Regions from separate parts of the Macaca mulatta genome. Here region 1 is linked to region 2. The links are chromatin contacts, called in public Hi-C maps. All regions are on one chromosome and are shown on one strand. Each heading gives the region's core, a stretch centred on a gene start, on an enhancer-like site or on the middle of the called end of the contact. The rest is flanking DNA. Distances are from core to core; before and after follow the strand shown. Region 1 holds the start of CENPS (centromere protein S). Region 2 holds the start of DFFA (DNA fragmentation factor subunit alpha).

Region 1 (3,219 bases), core at 686-3,185, 43 kb before region 2:
CAGCCCTCGACCTATTTCTCAGACCCTTTTTTTTTTTTTGAGACAGAGTCTTGCTTTGTCGCCCAGGCTGGAGTGCAATGATGCGATCTCAGCTCACTGCAACCTTCACCTCCTGGGTTCAAGTAATCCTCCTGCCTTAGCCTCCCAAGTGCTGGGATTACAAGCATGTGCCACCATGTCCGGCTAATTTTTGTATTTTTTTCGTAGAGACGGGGTTTCATCATGTTGGCCAGGTTGGTCTCGAACTCCTGACCTCAAGTGATCTACCCACCTCGGCCTCCCAAAGTGCAGGAATTACAGATATAAGCCACCGCTCCTGGCCTCTGAGACTCTTAAGTGCCTCTGTATTGCACATATGTCACTGGAATAATGTTCTTTAATCCTGGGAAGCAACTGCTTTAAAATGAGGGAACACACAGGTACGAAGCACAGGAACTGCCTGGGACGAACTGTTAACTATTTCTTTAGCTCTTATGGGAGGCAATTGTTCAAAACCTCACACCTGCCTTGTGAGGTTGGAACTACTGTCCCCAATTGATAAATGACGACATGAAGTTTGGCCAGGTCCTGTGACTTGCTTGGGGTCACCAGGTTCGAGGGAGGGAGCTGGGCTCTGCAGCCACGGTGTGCTCTAGAGTGGGACTGCTCACCAACCAGCGCCCGGCCTGCTCTCCTGCTGCAGGCTTGGGCTCACCCTGGATGGTCTGCCCTGCCCAGCCCCACACTGCCCACTAGGGAAATTCATCAGAGGCCTCCTCTGCTTGGGCTGGAGGACTGTCCAGGTAGACTGGGATGCCCACAGGGAGCAGCGGACAGAGGCGAGAAATGCCTGTCATTTCCAGATGCCACCCACAGAGCAGGGGCAAAGGAAAGTCCTCAGAAGGCTGATTGCTCCAATCAGCTTTGATCTGGGGTTCAGCCCTCGGCAAGCTTAGGGAACTTGAGGGATGTCTATGAGAAAGGAAGACAGGAATGGCTTTATGAGATTTCCTTCCGTTCTAAAAGTAGCACCGCTCGTGACAAATGCAGAATACAGAAATATAAGCAATAAACAAAAAATAATGAAACAAAACAAAAACCTAGAAATACAGGCAGGGCATGGTGGCTCACACCTGTAATTCCAGCACTTTGGGAGGCTGAGGTGGGATGATTGTTTGAAGCCAGGAGTTTGATACCAGCCTGGGCAACAATAGTGAGACCTGGTCTCCACAAAAAATAGAAATTAGCCAGGTGCGCTGATGCGGGCTTGTGGTCCCAGCTACTTGGGAGGCTGGAGTGGGAGGATCACCTGAGCCCAGGAGGTGGAGGTTACAGTAAGCCTTGGTCGTGCCACTGCACTCCAGCCTGGGCGGCACAGCGAGACCCCTGCCTCTCAAAAAACAATGAAAACAAACCAAAATTGGGTTTGATGGTTTCACTTCATTGTTAACATAAAGGAAAAGCAGTAACCTTCGTGTCAGAATTATACTCCTGTCGATGGCAACAAGGCAGTTCCTGTTCCACTCGCTGAATGAGGTCACGGGGCGTTCATTCATTGTAGTCTGACTTTGTGACGCTATTGTTGGTGATAGAATGATAAAGTTGATGGTGGATTTTGCAAGATACACCTGAGGTACAGGTGCTTGGAGCTCTTGATAATGTGTACTGCGTTACATGATCTGTAAATCGTGGGCTATGCATCCTTTACACTAGACTGGAACACCTATGCACACACCTATGCACACGTGTGTTTCGCGGAGAGTGGTGCTCAGCGCTGTGCCAGGTGCTGAATTAGGCTCTGGGGTGCAGCAGTGACCTGGGTGGTCATGTCTCCGCCTCGCCCGGCCACCTCCGTTGAGAAACCTGAGCAGGGGGCTGGCTGGAGGCCGACGGCGGAGTTCTCTCAACGGAGCGCCGCCAGGGGGCGCGCGAGGCAGGGCGGAGCTGCGTACTTTGTCCGCCCGCGCAGCCCGTCGTTCGCGCCGCGGCGGGAATATCCGACCTGGCCGCGCACCACCGCCCCTTCTCGGACTTCCTGCATTTGCCCAGGTTCAGCACGCAATAATGGAGGAGGAGGCGGAGACCGAGGAGCAGCAGCGATTCTCTTACCAACAGGTACAGGAAAACGGTGGTCGGGCTGGGCTGGGGCAGGACGGCGTCGAGTTTCAGGACAGAAAAGGACACCGAAGCCCAAGTTGGCCTCTCATCGGGGCCCCCACGCCCCCGGCGTCCCCCGCGGCTGCTGCTGCGCCTGCGTCGGCTCAACTGCCGCGGGTGGTGCTGGGAAGCGGTTTCCGCGGCAACGCGGCTGGACCCTGGCCTGCGCGGGCTGGGGAGGAAGCGGTTTTAGGGGAGTGCGCGGGCTCCGGGGTCCAGCGGGGAGAGGCCACCTTCTGGCTTTGCGATGAAGCCTCGGTTTCCCCTTCTCAGATGGGGTTGTTGTGAGGGTGGAACGTCGGCATTAGAGACACTCGAGGTGACGCCCGTAGCGCGGTGCGCGGTTCCGGCAGGAGCTCTGGAACGCTGCTGGAGGGGTCGACCCCTCGTTACAGATGCAGGGACGCGGTGCGGACCAGTCAGGACCAGAGCTCGTCCTTAGATGTGGGTTCGAATCTCCGCCGCGCCAACTTGTGATCGTACCGACTCGGCCCAAATGCAATTTTCTTCTCTGCAAAATCGTCGTAAGAATAACCACCTGTTAGGGTAGCTGCAGGCATCCCATTCTTTCCTTTTATCAGCGCGGGGCATACTGGGCGGCAGAGGCTGAGAACCTTACTGTGCTGTGAAGAGGCGAAAAGCAAGACCCGGAGTGGCGACTTTAAAGACGAATTGAAGAAACGCGGGAATGAGCTCCAGACGCGGGAGTTTCCTCTCTACAAAGTTACATTGTAGCAGCTGTCTACCCTGTCCCTTGTATTTTGAGAAGTTCAAACCTTCAGAAAAGTTGCAAGAACATGGTACAGAACGCCTAGATGCCCGTCACCTCGATTCACCACTAGTTAGCATTTTGCTCTGTTTGCTCTCTTGCTTTTTTTCCTCCCTGATTGGAGAATTAATTGCAGATATTTTGACAGTTCGCCTTTAGATTTTAATTCTTTAGTACACATCTCCCAAAAACAAGGCATTGGTTGGGCGCGGTGGCTCACTCCTGTAATCCCAGAACTTTGGGAGGCCGAGGTGGGCAGATCACTTGAGGTCAGGAGTTCGAGACCAGACTGGCCAACATGGAAACCGCCTCTC
Region 2 (3,046 bases), core at 372-2,871:
TAGAAAAAATTAGCCGTGCGCAGTGGCGGGCACCTGTAGTCCCAGCTACTCGGGAGGCTGAGGCAGGAGAACGGCGTGAAGGCGGGAGGCGGAGCTTGCAGTGAGCTGAGATTGCGCCACTGCACTCCAGCCTGGGCGACAGAGCGAGACTCCGTCTCAAAAAAAAAAAAAAAAAAAAAAGAAAATGCTTTTTGTTCTTCACAATATCTTCCTTAGCAGCTTCTTTTTTAACCTATGGGAAAGTATAAAAGAAGTGGAAGCTTCTATCAGTAGCTTTTCATATTATCATTGGCCGAGAGGTTTTCTCCAGGACAGGTCTGTGCTATCCCATTTAGTGATAGCAATGCTTCAAATACTAACGAGACTGGAGTGGGCAGAAATAGCCAAGAGACTACAAATATCCTTCAGCGGTGTTGTCTGCCACCCAATAGAACAGCAAGGCATGTATGGGCTGGGCTGCAGAGAACACGAGCCTCTGTGCCACGCACATCCAGCCAAGGCACTGAAGGGGAATTAGAAGTAATCTAATGTCAGGAAAAACATACATAAATGCTTATATGCAAAATCCATGTCACCAAAGCATTTATAATGCATTCGCTGTTCATGGGCCTCTGAAAATTTCCATATGGTCTCTGTTGGTGACTGAGAGTAAGCAACTGTCCCCTCTGACACACACTGTGACTACATGCCTGGGGCTGGCTCACACATTTAACCTGTCAAACTTCTTTAGGTAAGCAATTTGTTGCTACCGGCTAATAAGACTTGCGAGTCACTTAAATATATCAGCTTATTTGAGAGAAGCAACAATCCTTTGAAGCAGGGCTGTAAATATTATACCCAGTTTGCTGATGAGAAAACTGAGGGTTGAGAGACGGTTAACTGCAAGGCCAAGCAGCTGGTAAAGGTATGGGGCCGGGCTCGGAACTTCAGTCGGCTCCGTCACTTACAACTCACGTTCCTTGTCTGGACCTCCAGAAATGGTCAGTAGCAGCTCCCTCTTTCCCGCATAGGTTCCTGCCAGAGCGGAAGGTGGAAACCCCTCCCCACCCCGCCGTGGGCTCAGCTGGGGGTTCTTGTACCACCCGAGTGTGCCGGAGTGGCAGGAACCCAATGGGCTCCTCTTGGTCCAACAACTAAGTGATTTCAGGCAAGAGACCTAAGCCGAGTTTGGCTTAATGTGCACTTTGCTTCCTGGCTCTCTTCCCACCACTGTGGAGTCTCACACGAGATTAATTACGCTCAAGCGCCTGAAATCTGTAAATCGCTAAGCCTACCTGGACCATTTCTGTTCCAAGGCTCCACCCGAGCTACAGGAATCCCCAAGTCGCCTCTCCTGACCCCGCCTCGCCCCCGCCGGACGTCCTCTCCCGGCCCCGGCTCCCCCACCCCCTCGCCCGGGGTCCCGAGCCAACCCTTGCTCCTCAGGTCTTCGAGGCAGGAGGCGGCCACGCCGTGCTGTTCGCGGCTGTGGTTGCGGCGCAGCAGACACGGCTTTAGAGTCCGGATCTCGCCAGATTCTGGTACCCCGGCGTCCCCGGTCACTTCCATCCTCTCCAAAGTGGGACCTGCCCGGCTTCCAGAAGCCGCGGGAGGCGGGAGCGGCGGCCCTCCTACTCGACCCCCTTCCGCAGCCTGCCGGGAGATGTAGTTTGCTCCGCAGGAAATCACACGTGAGACCAGGGCACGCCGGAAGATGTAGTTCTAGTTGCCGCTAATCACATGTGGCGTCGAGGCATGCCGGAAACTGTAGTCTCTGGGTTTAAAGCTGCTTTCGTTCTATCGCGCGATTCAGCCTAGGAGTTGTTTTTACCTCGTATTTAGGAGCTGCATTCGCGCATTCAAAAATAAGGCCAATAGAGACTTATTTTGCATGACGATGCACATGCCTGTATACGGTATTGAATTTTTAGAGCATTTCTATTCGCATATGAGATGCATGATGCTAATAACAGACACCTGCATGTTTCCACCCATTCTATTTCCTGCTTCAACTGTGCAAATTAGTTTGGGGTCTCAGAATAAAATGCTTAAATAAACATAGTAAGCATTAAAGTCTCAAATGCATCGGAGAGGAAAGGGGAAATGCGAACCTCGGCACTGCTGGAGATTGTTCAGATGCCTCTTGACAACATACTCATCTTTGTTTTAATATTGCTACTACGGAAAAGTTTGTTTTTTTCTTCCTGAAAAATTAACATCTAAGATAAACGAATAGTAATAAAAATGATCAAAAAGTTCCTCTCTTAAAAGAGGGCATTTTATGTAAACTAGAAGTAATTATCTGCTCATATTTATTCATTCGGGGGACAGTTTCCTTCCTTGTTTTTTTTTCTTTTTTTGAGACAGCGTTTTGCTCTGTCTCCCAGGCTGGAGTGCAGTGGCGCGATGATGGCTCACTGCAGTTTTGATCTCCTGGGCTCAAGCCATCCTCCCACCTCATATTTTGTTTATGAAAACGTGGGTGAGGGCCCCGGGGGCGGCGGCTTACCCCTGTAATCTCAGCACTTTGGGAGGCCGAGGCGGACAGATGGTCTGAAGTCAGCAGTTTGAGACCAGCTTGGCCAACATGGTGAAACCCCGTCTCTACTAAAAATACAAAAATTAGCCGGCCGTGATGGCGCACGTCTGTAGTCCCAGCTACTTGGAAGGCTGAGGCAGGTGAATCGCTTGAACCCGGGAGGCGGAGGTTGCAGTGAGCCGAGATCGCACCACTGCACTCCAGCCTGGGCGTCAGGAGCAAGACTTCGTCTCAAACAAAAACAAAAACAAAAACAAACAAACAAAAAAAAAACGTGGGAGAGGAAATTAGATATTTATCTCAAGAAAAGTTTAGGCATTTAAAACAGCGTTTAGTAGGAGGAATTATTAATTAAGTCATGCCTTTTAAGCAGTCTATATTGATCAAAACACAACTATAATAGGAGCTGGCGGTTAACTCTAATGTAGGTATCCTTTTTCATATAATTTCGTTTTTAATTTTCTTATCTTATTTTTAGACAAAGTCTCGCTCTGTCGCCAAGGCTGGAGTGCAGTAGCATAATCATAG

Evidence for each region. A called contact is a pair of places that touch in the nucleus more often than the background predicts.
Region 1: a contact with region 2 is called in a Hi-C map of cortical neurons, with 2.9 times the contacts expected there. The contact joins the promoter of CENPS here to the promoter of DFFA in region 2. A contact is called at or near these places in 2 of 14 Hi-C or Micro-C datasets (cortical neurons and liver).

The regions. Positions count from the first base shown.
Region 1 is chr1:230,306,174-230,309,392 of T2T-MMU8v2.0, reverse strand. CENPS (centromere protein S) reads left to right here and starts at 1,935. Exons shown (of 6, transcript XM_077974614.1): 1 at 1,935-2,094; 2 at 2,718-2,977. The coding sequence starts at 2,825. It also overlaps a transcript of DFFA not described here.
Region 2 is chr1:230,263,497-230,266,542 of T2T-MMU8v2.0, reverse strand. It overlaps DFFA (DNA fragmentation factor subunit alpha), which reads right to left and starts at 1,621. Exons shown (of 6, transcript NM_001260683.1): 1 at 1,413-1,621. The coding sequence starts at 1,548.